Regions from separate parts of the Mus musculus genome. Here regions 1 and 3 are each linked to region 2. The links are chromatin contacts, called in public Hi-C and promoter capture Hi-C maps. All regions are on one chromosome and are shown on one strand. The core of a region is the stretch at or near the end of the contact, and the rest is flanking DNA. Distances in the headings are between cores, read along the strand shown.

Evidence for each region. Promoter capture Hi-C pulls out the DNA fragments that hold promoters and counts their contacts. A called contact is a pair of places that touch in the nucleus more often than the background predicts.
Region 1: a Hi-C map of the G1E-ER4 cell line shows a contact between it and region 2, with 4 times the contacts expected there. The contact joins the enhancer-like site here to the promoter of F730311O21Rik in region 2. A contact is called at or near these places in 1 of 484 Hi-C or Micro-C datasets (the G1E-ER4 cell line) and 3 of 115 datasets of contacts at active chromatin or transcription factors (extraembryonic endoderm stem cells, large pre-B cells and pancreatic cancer cells).
Region 3: a contact with region 2 is called in a promoter capture Hi-C map of pre-B cells, with 2.4 times the contacts expected there. The contact joins the promoter of Rab29 here to the promoter of F730311O21Rik in region 2. A contact is called at or near these places in 3 of 39 promoter capture datasets (liver and pre-B cells) and 1 of 484 Hi-C or Micro-C datasets (B cells).

Annotation. Positions count from the first base shown.
Region 1 is chr1:131,945,173-131,949,713 of GRCm38.p6, reverse strand. No RefSeq gene overlaps it. Among named protein-coding and RNA genes, the nearest start is that of Slc45a3, 15 kb to the left of the region's middle. Within about 2 kb of position 1,528, at least 19 of the 459 cell types and tissues checked have an H3K27ac peak or open chromatin away from gene starts, as enhancers often do. A contact at or near this core is called in the G1E-ER4 cell line, where this site is marked.
Region 2 is chr1:132,339,437-132,343,754 of GRCm38.p6, reverse strand. It overlaps F730311O21Rik (a long non-coding RNA gene), which reads right to left and starts at 1,825. Exons shown (of 4, transcript XR_878527.2): 1 at 1,688-1,825; 2 at 1,354-1,444.
Region 3 is chr1:131,865,582-131,869,517 of GRCm38.p6, reverse strand. Rab29 (RAB29, member RAS oncogene family) reads right to left here and starts at 2,241. Exons shown (of 6, transcript NM_144875.2): 1 at 2,108-2,241; 2 at 1,743-1,999. The coding sequence starts at 1,866.

The DNA of each region.
Region 1 (4,541 bases), core at 279-2,778, 390 kb after region 2:
TTGATTTTGTTTTTGTTGTTGTTTTAAGATTTATGTATTATATATATGTGAGTACACTGCTGCTGTCTTCAGACACCCCAGAAGAGGGTATCAGATTCCATTACAGATGGTTGTGAGCCACCATGTGGTTGCTGGGAATTAAACTCAGGATCTCTGGAATAGGACCTCTTAACCACTGAGCCACCTCTCCAGCCCCTGTTTTTATTTTTGGGGAGAGTTTTGTTTGTTTGTTGCAACTATCATGAGCTACTCTCATTTTGCTTTTTCCCTTCCCCTAACTGGGACCAATCTACCGAAGATCAGTGCCTGAGGGTCCACAGTATACCCAGAAGGATGCTGTAACTAGGAAGAAACTCAAGGTTTCTACACCAGTGCTGGTACAGGTGGGCAAATAGCAACCTTATCTGCTCATCACCAAGCTAGTGGGAAACCCCACATGTCCTTGAACAGGTGACTGGCACATTTGTATACTAAGAGACTGGGAATAAAAAGCAATGAATTACTGATACATGTCACCACTTGGTTAGCTCTGCCAAAGATTGCACTGAGAAATCAGCATCTCCAAAATCACATGAAACATTCTGTTTAAAAGATATTTAGTATGAGCACACACATGCCAGTGGCCATGGAGGCCTGAAGAGGGCAGAAGATCCCCAAAAGTTATAGATGATTGTGTGCCACCCAGTCTGGGTGCTAGGATCTAAACCCAGGTCTCCTGGGAAAGCAATCCCTCCATCTCCCAAGTGCTTGGATTATAGGTGTGTGCCACCATGCCTAATTTAGTTAGTGTGAGGGATTGGACCTGTGATTCTGTGCGTCTTAGGCAAAGATTCTATCAAGTGAGCTATGTACCCAGTCCCACAGTAACATTTTTAATTGGGGTGGGGGTGGGGGGGAAGGAAGCTTGTCTAGGGTTTGGTTCAGTGGTTTGTGGCAAGCCCTAAGTTCTGTCCCTAATGATGTTTTAAAATAAATAAATAAATAAATAAATAAATAAATAAATAAATAAATAAATGTTTTTGCTTTTCAAGATGGAGAGACCTGTCCTTATGAGTTTATAGTCTCTAATGTATCCTGGCATCATCTTCCTGGTTCTTTGTCCTGATTTTCCTCAGGGAAGAAACTGCTGACTAGTCAGCAAAGGGCCACGCCATGACTTCATTTCCTCATTTCCCCATCCCTGTCACCCCAAAGGTTGGTATTTTATTTTTCTGGAGAGCTGGAAGGGGTGACTGAGAGAGGGAAGAGCATCCTGGCTCTGCACCCCTACCTCCCAGCTCATCCCTCTCCTCCTCCCTCTCTACAGTGGTCCCCAAGGATCACATCCTGCACTGTGCTATAGGAGTGACCACTCTAGCAAAGCAGCAGCCCAGATGTTTCCTGTCCCCACAGCTGTCCCCTCTGTCTCCTCGCCTATGGCCCCACAGAGACTGTTTTTCTAAAACCACCTGCCAGGGAAGGCACTGACCCAGGAAAGCCTAGTGGCAGAGGATAATCCTGCAGGCCTATCCTGAGAAGGCAGCCAGTGTCACCTGCTCCCCACTGTGTCTGTGCTGGTCAGCTCTGTGCCAGGGGCTGTCCACAGCAGTGGCAGGGGACAACCACACTCCCAGGCAGCAGCTAAAGGATTGAGAGTAAAATCTATCAGGGTCCTCTCCTCCCATGCAATCTCACCCTCTATTCAGCTTCTCTGGAATTGCCATGTCTAGCTCTGCCCTGGGGCAGGTTTGGAAGCTTCTGCTGGCTGAAGGAAGCAGTCCCTGTCCCAGGCTGGACTGGGCTCCCTAGCAAGGATAGAGAAAAGTACAGGCAAGAGAAACAGCTTCTCTTCTTTCCCTTCCCAGCATACTCCTGAGGAGGGGGCATCAGGGACTTGGGTTCCCCAGCTCAGCCCTGGAACTATTTCCTTTCATTACAGAAGCGTGTAATTTGCCCTGGGAACTAGGAGAAGTCTGAGGCGGAAAGGATCCAGCGTCCCAGAGTTTGCCTCTTTTTAGGGTTCAGAAAACAGTGTCTCAAGAGGAAGGCCCCTGAGGCCTCATTTGGGGGATTCTCTGGTCTTCTGTCTCATATCCTTTCTGCTGAGACAAGCTTCACACACCAGATTCTCTACCCTCCCTCAAGGTGGGTTACAGATGCTGAGGTCCTTTCCCCGAGAAGCTAGCCCTCTGAACTCTAAGTCCCTCTTTCTGTATAAGGGTTAGTCATAAAGGAATTTTTATCAAGGTCAAAGACACCCGCCTCCCCTAACACACACACTCCAGCAGAGTCCCACCCCACACGTCACAGAGAGGCCAATGAGAACCCAAACAGCCGTGCCAGGTCCTCCTCGGTCATCATTCTGTCAGGCCATTTTTCCGTATGCCTGTTCCTTCTTCATCAACCCCACATAAAGGTGGAGAGTTTCTCCTGGGTCTTTGGGTCTTCCATCTGAAGGTTCGCACATCACATAAAACTTTGATGAGGCCAGGCGTGGTGGCACATGCCTTTAATCCCAGCACTCGGGAGGCAGAGGCAGGCAGATTTCTGAGTTCGAGGCCAGCCTCGTCTACAAAGTGAGTTCCGGGATAGCCAGGGCTATACAGAGAAACCCTGTCTCGCCACCCCCCCCCCCCAAAAAAAAAAAAAAAAACCACGTTGATGACATAAATCTGTTTTGTTTCATTGACATGCCTTTTGTTTTAACAAAGGGCGAGGACAGGGAACTGAGAGTTGTCTGGATGCAAATATGGGCCAGTCTTAGTAGATGAATGGCCTGGTGAGCTGGGTGAGCTGCAATGGTCAATACGGAAAGCAAAGGGCTTCCTTTGGGCTCCTCTGAGTTGTGTTTGGAACGTGGAGGTCAAACGCTGAGATTCTTCACATCAGCCTGCTCTACTCTTGACCCTCAGAAGGGGCCTCTGGGACAAAAGCATCCAATCAGGAACCAGTTAGGTTGATAGTTCTCAACTCAAGGCAGTTTTGTCTGTTTGTGCATCTGGAGACAGTTTTTGATTATACCATGAGGGAGGGTGTTGTTAGCACCTACTGAGTGAAGGTCACATGTGCTGCTAAAACATCCTTCAGCACAAAGAATTGGCCTCCGGCAGAGTCAAGGTTGGGAGGCCCTGATCTAGATAAACCAGTTCCTCTGAGGTTTCAGTTCTGAATTCCTCTTTCCTCTTCTATTCCAAAAGGAGGAATGAGGCAAGCTAGATTTCTAGCATTTGGGAGGCTGAGGCAGGAGGATTAAGAGTTTGGTATTCTGCAAACTCTACAGGGAGCCAGAGGTACCTAAAATTGTACTGGAGGGATATCTCAAGTGTAGCCCACTCCACGAGACTCAGGCAGACTCAGCCAGGATCCAGCAAAAGAGAAGGAAGAGAGAGGCTTCTCACCGGAGGCATCTGCTCACCCTTCCCCCTCCACTTCAGCATCAGAGAGTGAGGACCAGGTAGGAGCTCATGACAATGTGTTCCTTATCAGACTAGGGGATACTAGTTTTCTGCCACTCCCACCTGCTTACCACTCATGGTCCCTAAACCGGAAGATCTGACCAGTCAAGAGGATCCTGGGAAGTAGGCCTGGCTTGTACCCTTACTAGATTCTAGGACATTCCAACCAAAGCCCTTCTCTGGATCACTCCACATGCATAAAGACATACAGAAGCACCGTGTTTACCAGGTGGTTCTCAGGATCAGAACAAACAGACAGACAGTACCTAAGGCAAGGCATGCAGGGGCCCATGGGGGTGGGGGTGGGGGTGGGTGGGTGTGTGTAGGTAGTGGGGGAGGGAACACTGAGCGGAAGGCTGTGTGAGTCCCAGCTGGCACTCCCTTTTGCTTATTCACCTAATGACGCCATCCTTCCACCCTTAGAGAAAACAGTCAGAAAGATAACTTCCCTGTGCAACAAGAGCAGACGGCACTGTGGCTCGGCTCCTGTGGCACTGTGGCTCGGCTCCTGTGCCTTGCTTCTGCTCCATGTTATTACCCTCTCAGGCTCCAGGGGAAACCCTTCTGCAAACGTTCACAAGGTCTCATCACAGCACTGATGAGAAGCAGCCAGCTCACTGCAGTAAAAAACCCTGGAACTCAGGAAGACTAAGGATCTTACTGAGGCCCTGGCTGGTTAGTGGAGAAACAAACCCAGGCCCTTGAGCTTTTCTCTAGATGCTACTACGGCCATGTTCCTTTCATTTAGCTTCTGGCTGCCTGGTGCTTCTGCCAGAAGCTGTTCTGGGACACATGTGATGGGAACCAAATTGCAATCGATCCCAATTGACTTTAGTCAATCAATATTTGCCCAGTGTTGGGGTATCAGGCTATCCGTGATGTAGGTGGGGAGCACACTGTTTAACCATTTCTAGATTTCAGTTTCTTCCTAAGGACGGTCATGTTACCTTGTTAGATGAAACTGTATGTGTGCTATACACCGCTCTTGAATATGATCACCTGAAGGTATTTGTCCAGTTGTCTTTCTAGAGTGGGAAAAATAATTCAAATAAGGCCTGACTCTGTAGGGAACCTAATAGTAGATGGGATTCTTGGTGAGTTAGTGGG
Region 2 (4,318 bases), core at 576-3,075:
CAGGCCCAGGATTATGGAAACAACACATCCAGGTCTCTGCTCACCAGGCCTTTAGACCTTTGTCTCTGATCAGGAGGAAGAAGCCAAAGTTTGCCATCTTTTTCTTTATTTTGGGCCTGCCTTTCTGTCTGTCTGTCTGTCTGTCTGTCTGTCTGTCTGTCTATCAGGGAATTCATTTAACTCCTAATACACCTGCCCTCCCACCCCCCGTCCCCCAATCACCATTCCCAGTGTTGGCTCCTAGGAATCGCCCAAGAGGCCTGGTGTGGTACAGAACACCTGTAAACCCTGTTCAGGAGGGTCCAGAGTTCCAGGCCAGACTGGCCAGCACCCAACAGCTTCTCCCAGCTTGTGGTAGGTATGGGAGGAGCTAAAATAGAGAAGCTAGGCTGGGCATGGTAGCACATGTCTTTAATGCCAACACTTGGGAGGTAGAGACAGGTGGATCTCTGTGAGTTTGAGGCCAGACTGATCTACAGAGTGAGTCCCAGCACAGACAAGGCTACAAAAACAACCCAACAATAAGAAAGCTATTAAGTTATTCTTATTTTAAGTCATTCTCCAAGCCAGCTAATTTGTTTTATTTATTTATTTATTTATTTATTTATTTATTTATTTATTTATTTATTTATTTTTGAGACACAGTTTCTCTGTATAGCCTTGGTTGTCCTGGAACTCAATCTGTAGACCAGGTTGGTCTTGGATTCATAGAGATCTGCTTGCCTCTGCCTCCCAAGGACTGGGATTGAAGGTGAGCTCCACCACACCCAGTTTAGCCAGTTAATTTTACTTTACTCCACAGAGCAAGCAAGCAGTGTGGGGGACAGAGGCAGCAGCTGGAGAGGTACATTGGGGTCAGGTGGTGACCTTTGACTCCTGTGCAGGCTGGCCTAGGCTGTTGGTACAGCACTCTGGTGGCAGAGGTGTGGGGATGGTGGCAAATTCAAGTCCAGCCCAGGCTGTGGCTGTTATCCAGTTGTTAGAGTGTTTACCTATCCAAAGATCTGCACCCAGTAGGGTAGCAGACAGCACCCAGTAGGGTCTAAAGATGGAGTTTCGTGGAGGGGCACTACAGGAATGACATCTGAACTCTCACCAAGGAAGGGAGTCAGTGACCCAAAACAAAGGTCTAGATTTGGTCCTTAGCTCTATAGAAACCTGGCATGATGGGGGAATGCCCGCCTGTGAGGGGGAGCTGGGGAGGATCGAGAATTCAAGGTCATTCTCAGTTACAGAATAAGGTCAAGGTCAAAGCCAGCACAAGCTATAAGCCTATCTACCAAAAAGAAAGAAAAAGAGAAACAAGAAGTCCTTCACCTTATAAAAGTTACAATTTCACAAGGACTTACTTACCTCTCCTCCCCTGGACCTCCAGGCTTTGAAGGGCAGTGTATATTCTGTTTAGTTCAGGACTCCCGGGGTTCAGCACCACACCCAGTATGCACTAAAGGAGGAAGAAAACAAAGCATGCTTGACGACCTGATTTCTAGGGCACACCTGTCTCTCTTACCAGACTGAGAGCCCCAGAGCTCCCTATGGTGACCCTAGAGACTCACATCAGCCCCTGCTCTGCTGAGTATCCTGAGGCCACCTTTCTTTCCCTTTGGGGGGTCATTTCTACCCCCAAATACATATCTTAAGATTTTTCTCCCAAGGCCTGAACTCCTGCTGCCCCGGCTATACTTACTTGCTGAGGCTCACCCAACCCTCCAGATTCACCCCACAGCTCCACACCCTCAGCCACCCCCCTTGGCCCAAAGTGAGGGGGGTGGGGTAGCCAGATGATCTCAGCACCTCCTGCTCTGACATCCTCTCTGGGGACTTCAGGCGTCCCCTGCCTCCACCCAGTGTCACTTCCTCATTTTGGCAGGAACTCCACTGATAATCTCGTTCACTTTCCACCACTTCCTGTGTTTTATGTGAATCCTCCTGAGCTCAGCTACAGAAGATGAGTCTCTTGGCTGTAAAGATAGCCCTAAATGTCTAAAGGCTTCCCACTAGGTCCTGGGAACACTCAGTTTTGTCTTCGTTTGGTTTGGTTTGTTGTTTTGTTTTGTGCTTCAAGACAGGGTTTCTCTGTGTAGCCCTGCCTGTCCTGGAACTTGCTCTGTAGACCAGGCTGGCCTCAAACTCACAGAGATCCACCTGGCTCTGCCTCCTGAGTGCTGGCATCAAAGGTGTGTGCTACCATCTTCCAGTTTGCCACACTCACCTTTTTAAAGCTGTCCAGAATGGGAGATTCTCTCATCCTGTGGGTCAGTAGCCCAAGGCAATAGCCCAAGATCTTCCTATTGTCTAACCTCAATCTTCCTGATGTTAGGATTTCCAGATTGGGAAAACGAAAATACAGGACACTTACTCAGTTTTGAGTTTGAGGGAGACACTGGGTAAAAATTCTAGTTAAACATCTCCCCTTCTATATCAGAACAAAAGTCATTTGGACTTAAAGGTGTAGCTTGGTAGTGTAGCTTGGTGGAAGCGCACATACTTAGCATAGACTTAGGGTCCTGGGGAAACAGCTCAGACAGCAAGACTGCTTGCTTTCCAAGCATGAGGGTTTGCGTTCAAATGCCAAGCACTCACGTAAAGAGCTGGGTGTGCCTTTGTGACCCTATAACACCCGGACTGTGGGAGGCAGATGGAGAATCATTGGGGCTTGCTGGCTGCCGGCCTAACTTCAGGTTCAGTGAGAACCCTGTCTTAAGGGAATAGGGAAGAGAGCAATAGTCAAAACTCCAATCTTCAGGTCTCCACATACTTAAACATGGGCATGGACATCCACCTACCCACATGAATATCCATGCATGTTCTCTCTCTCTCTCTCTCTCTCTCTCTCTCTCTCTCTCTCTCTCTCTCGTGCGTGAATGCGTGTGTGTGTGTGTGTGTGTGTGTGTGTGTGTGTGAGTGTGTGTGTGTGTGTGTGTGTGTGTATGTGTGTGTGTGTGTGTGAGAGAGAGAGAGAGAGAGAGAGAGAGAGAGAGAGAGAGAGTGTATGCACCATGTGAGTGCCTGGTGCCCTTGGAGGCCAGGAAAGGGTGTCAGATTGCCTGGAACTGGAGTTAGAGACAGTTGTGAGCCACCACGTAGGTGCTGGGAACTGAACCTGTGTCTGATGTAAGAACAAGCGCTCTTAATGGCTGCAGCATCTCTCCAGTCCCATACTCAGCATAATCATGTGAATATTCTCTTTCTTTTTTATATATTCTTTTTTTTATAAACAGGCTCTCACTCTGTAGGCCAAGGTAGCCTCAAACTTGTGATCTTGCCTGTTCCTCTCAAATACTAGGAATATAAGCATGTACCATCATGTCAGGCTCCATTTTAAATTTTTTTCTTCTGATTTTTCAAAACAGGGTTTCTCGGAGTAGCTCTAGCTGTACTAGAGCTCGCTCCATAGACCAGGCTGGATTTGAACTTACAGAGCTCCACCTGTTTCTGCCTCCTGAGTTCTGGTATTAAAGGTTTGTGCCATCACCACCCAATGACTTTTTTATATCATAGGGAAAGAAGATTGGGCTGTGTACACTCTGACACTTGGAAAGCAGTAGTAACATAAAACCAGTGACTTACTTGCTGGTCAGTATTTTTTTTTCCTTAAGTTAATCTGAAATGGGGATGGCATGACTTTACACACACAATTTAACATGAGTAAAAAGAGGTCACATTTCTAATGTAGCTATTGAGGACATGAGGAGCCTGAGGCTGGATCTTGCTTAAAGCCACATTGGGGAGGGAGAAACTGATCTATGGAGACAGACTATCTCAAGGGACATGGGACACAGATGGTAAGGTGGCCCAAGTTGGCCCAGCTGAGGCAGAGGAGAGGGGTCTGTAGAGAAGATGTAATGGCTGCCAAGCATCTTTATGAGCCATGACCTTTGATTCTTGCCGAAACACGTAGATGTGAGGGGACTGTAGAAGTGGCTTTAAGGTGTCATAGCATGCCTTGTGGAAGACAGAAGAGGCACTAAAGATAGTCAGGTAAAGAGAACAACTACAATAGCCAAACTATCTGCTCGCTGCCCACCTCAAATGTCTGGCAAGGAAGGAATTAGCCTACTCTACCCACCCATATCTGACCTGGGCATGTCCTCTCATGGCGGTAGCCAAGGGAGAGCAAGGTGACAACGGTTGTGAGGTAGGGTATAGGACTACGAAGCACCACCTGTCACCTGCTAGGCTGTGGAGCCTAGTGTCCAGCTCATTCCTAAGCTGATCTACCCAGTGCTTTATCTACACAGTGGTCCCCTTACAAACAACAGATTTGCACATCTTGCCACATGTTCTGTCCCTGGTTCCCACCCTCAGCATCCCCATC
Region 3 (3,936 bases), core at 992-3,491, 470 kb after region 2:
AGATCAAATTATTTCACACTGATTATCTCCTTGGCTAGGATCAAGAAAGTTATGGGCATGGTTATGACCATTATTCCTGTTCTCAGGTTAAATGGTTTCTGGGATGTTTTTTAAGTGGGGGGTTCTCAAGGAAAGAATGGTGGGGGAGATGGAGGAAAGGAAGGTAAGGTGGTTAGCTTTGTATCTTCCATCTTAACTTCACTGTTAGTATCTAATCAAACAGTATTATGAGAAAATACAGTGAAAACCTCTGTATCCTCCTTAAGGCTATGGTATATGTCCAGCAGGTACTGGTTAAATGAACAAGATGGCAGAGGTTGAGACATGGATGCTGCTTAAGAGCTGTGCTGAATCCCCCACGGGTCTGCAGATGCTGAAACTCCATGAGGTTGGACTGAACAGCTATTCCAGGGGAACCTCCCAAAGTCGGATAGTAGAGCCTAGCTCCAACTTGAGATCCTCCTGCCTCAACCTCTTGAATGCTAGAATTAAAGGTAGAGACAACCACACTATGCTGGAAAAGCTACTTGTTAAGGAGAAACACAGAATAATTTCAGTTCAGAAACATATTCTTTCTTCTACATCTGTGACAGAAGTGAAAACGAGGGAGAATTTATAATAAACATTGGGAAAAACAAACAAAACTTGCCAGAATCAGTATGTTCATACTGTCGGAAAACAGTCCACTGGTAAAAATTAATTCACAGGACATTTTTAACCCAAAATCCATGAAATAAGGACTTGTATTTAGGAGTGGTGGGCAAAGTAGTCAGGAAACAGTTTTTGAAATATTCTATAAAGTTTTCATTTCAAAGAAAAGAGTTAATAAAAAAACTTTCACATGTAAATCTGTGTTGGTACAAATGTAATTTTATGTGCTGGGCGTGGTGGCGCATGCCTTTAATCCCAGCACTTGGGAGGCAGAGGCAGGCAGATTTCTGAGTTCAAGGCCAGCCTGGTCTACAGAGTGAGTTCCAGGACAGCCAGGGCTATACAGAGAAACCCTGTCTCAAACAAAACAAAATAAAAAAAACAAATGTAATTTTATTCTTTCACATTACTGTAACCTTGTTAACTACCTTCTCCTTGTGGTGGTGGTGGAGGTGTGTGTGTGTCTGTGTGTATCTGTGTCTGTGTCTGTGTGTTTGGGGTAGACAGACCGACAGGTGGACAGTTCAGCAGAGTCCAAAGGCCACACTGGGAAAGAAATGAATTTACTTTTAGTGCTTCTTTCTCTCTTCCTCCCTGCCTTCCCCAGTGCAAGAGAAGACGACAGGCCACTCGAGGGTATTTCACATTCTTTCGTGAATTCCTCACATTTCCCACTCAGTTCACTAATGACACCATAGGGCTCATCAGACCTGACCGGAATCTGTCCTCCAGTCTTCCCCACACCTCTGACTGCTTAGCTCCTGGGCTTTCCTCCTAAGGTAACGGGGTTCTTTCCTCAACACCCGTCGGATGCTGGTAGGAAGCAGGGTAACTGCCCCAGCCTGCACTTGAACCGGGACTCAGCTGACTTTGCTGACTGGAGAAGTTGCTCTGGGCAGCGCATGGCTGCGGGAGGGCTCTGCTCTCTGCGGTGAATAGTCCCCGGCTCAGACCCCTTCACCATCTCTCACCTGTATACTTTGGCCCTATCTTTGTAGGTAGGCTGGGGACCCCTTAGAGGCAACCTCGGTACCCAGAGGCTACCGGCTGCGAGCCTCGACCCCTGCTCCTAGTCACCCGTGACCGCTCACCTCCCACGGTGGACTTGTAGTGCTTGCTGAAGCTGTCCTGGGAGTAGCGCTGGACCAGAGACGTCTTGCCAACGGCGGCGTCCCCCACCACCAGCACTTTAAACAGGTGATCTCGGCTGCCCATGGCTAGTGGTGGGGAGAGGTTTTTTGATAGTTTGTTTTTCCGGGAAGTCGCTTATTTCAACCCCTTTGGCTCCCGGGTTCTCTTCCAATTGAAGTCAGGCATCTCCACCCTCGGTTGGTTGAAGCTTCTCTGACTGGAAAGCAGAAAAGGAAACTTTTGCACTCGGCCTGTGCGCGCTTCCTCCCCGCGCGGCCGCAGCCTGGGTGGGGCGGGTACCAGCTCGACCCTCCGCGATTGGCACCTTCCTTTCAGGGACCTCCGAGTCGCTCGCCAGCATTGAACCGTGGCCAGCACCTTGCTTAGAGAAGTACAGATGACTTAGACCCTTTCTCGGACCGCACACACAAAATTGAGGTTGTGCAGAGTCCTTGTCCGGTCCCCGTCCTGCCACTGGCGGCGCACTTCCCAGTCTTCCGTCAAAAACGTTGTGAGCCCCACTGCTCGGAGAACTACATTTCCCAGTGTGCCTCTTGGTAAAGCGACCAGACCAGTGTGGCGACTTGCCACGTACACTCTTGGGAAATGTAGTTTCCTAGCTATCTTGAGCAAATTTACATAAAAGTTTTAAGGTTTTCAAACTTTAAAGAATTTAGAAATCTATTTAAAAACAATTCTAAAGTTTGGCGTCGAAGCACAGGTTTGCAATCCAGGCCTTGGGGAGATGGAAATAGGAGGATCATAAAACCCTAGTTCATCCATCGTCTTCTGCAACAAGTGTGTTCAAGGACCCCTAACCCCACCACTTCCTCTCCCCAGAGCAAGACAAGAGATTGGAAGCAACTTTGGGTCACCCTGAACTACGTAGACCATGATCTCTCCTGTCTAAATCTTTCCCCCAGATGTTTTCTTAAAATCACATTTTAAAGATTTCTAGACGGCCTTTCTTATTAGCCATATTTTAAAGGTTTTATAACACAAAGATAAATGTCCAAGTTCCAAGTGAAGTCCATTTCCTGTTGTCTTAACTACAGAGTCAAATCTCGAGCCTTGTAAAGACAAGGTCAAATTTTCCATATGACCAATAACAGGCACATTTGGGGACATTTGACCCAAAAGATCAACCTTTTAAAAAAAATCTATGTCAAAAGTTACAACACTTAATAACTAGCTATAGCAATAACAATGCAGAATAAACAAGAGATAGTTCCTCATTGACACTTCCACATTTCTTACACCAGCCACGCATAGCGTTTGAGCACCAGGACATTTCCTTTTGTTGCTGCTATTAATTCTGAATACTCATAAAATGATTGGCAAATATTTTTACTTTTCCTACCTGTAATTTTTCTGTCCTGCCTGTCCTTTAGCTAGAAATTGTGGCTAGTAGAATAAGCTTCACTTTTTTCCCCTTTTGGCTGTTTTGTTGTTGTTTGTTTGTTTGTTTGTTTGTTTTTTGTTTGAGAGAGGATTTTCTGTAGCCTAAGTTGGTGTCAACTTCTGACAGTAGACCATAGAACTTGTGGTTCAATTGTAACAACATCCAGTTTTGTAGTTTTGGAGAGTAAATCCAGGCATGCTAGGCAAGTCCTCTACCATCGGAGCTACATCTCCAGCCCTCCTCCTCCTCCTCTCCCTCCTCCTTCTCCTTCTCTTCTTTCTTTTTTCCTTTCGACAGAGTCTATGTAGCCCAGGCTGGCTTTGAGCTCCAGATCCATTTGCTTCTGTTTCTGCTTCTACTCCCTCCACTGGAATGCATGCACACAGTATGCAGCTTTGTGTGTGTGCTCATGTGCGCAAGCTCGTACACATTTGGGGCTGGTTTCTTCCACTACTCTCTCCCTTCCTCTCTCTTAAAAACTGGAAATTTAAAGTTAGTAAACAAAGTAATACCTTCCATTACAACATTTCCATATAACTCCCCCCCCTCGATGTTCTTTGTTCTAATCACCACGTTTGCCAGTCCTCTCTCCTCCACTCACCTTTAAGGATTGCGTTAGTTGTTACTGCTTTGCCATTGTTCAACACTCTTTGGCATTTATTGCCTTGTGCTTCTGTGCTGCTGTTTCTTCTGGTGATCACTTTTTAAATTTTCTTTTCTGGGATCTCCCTATCCTATCCCTTTAAACATTT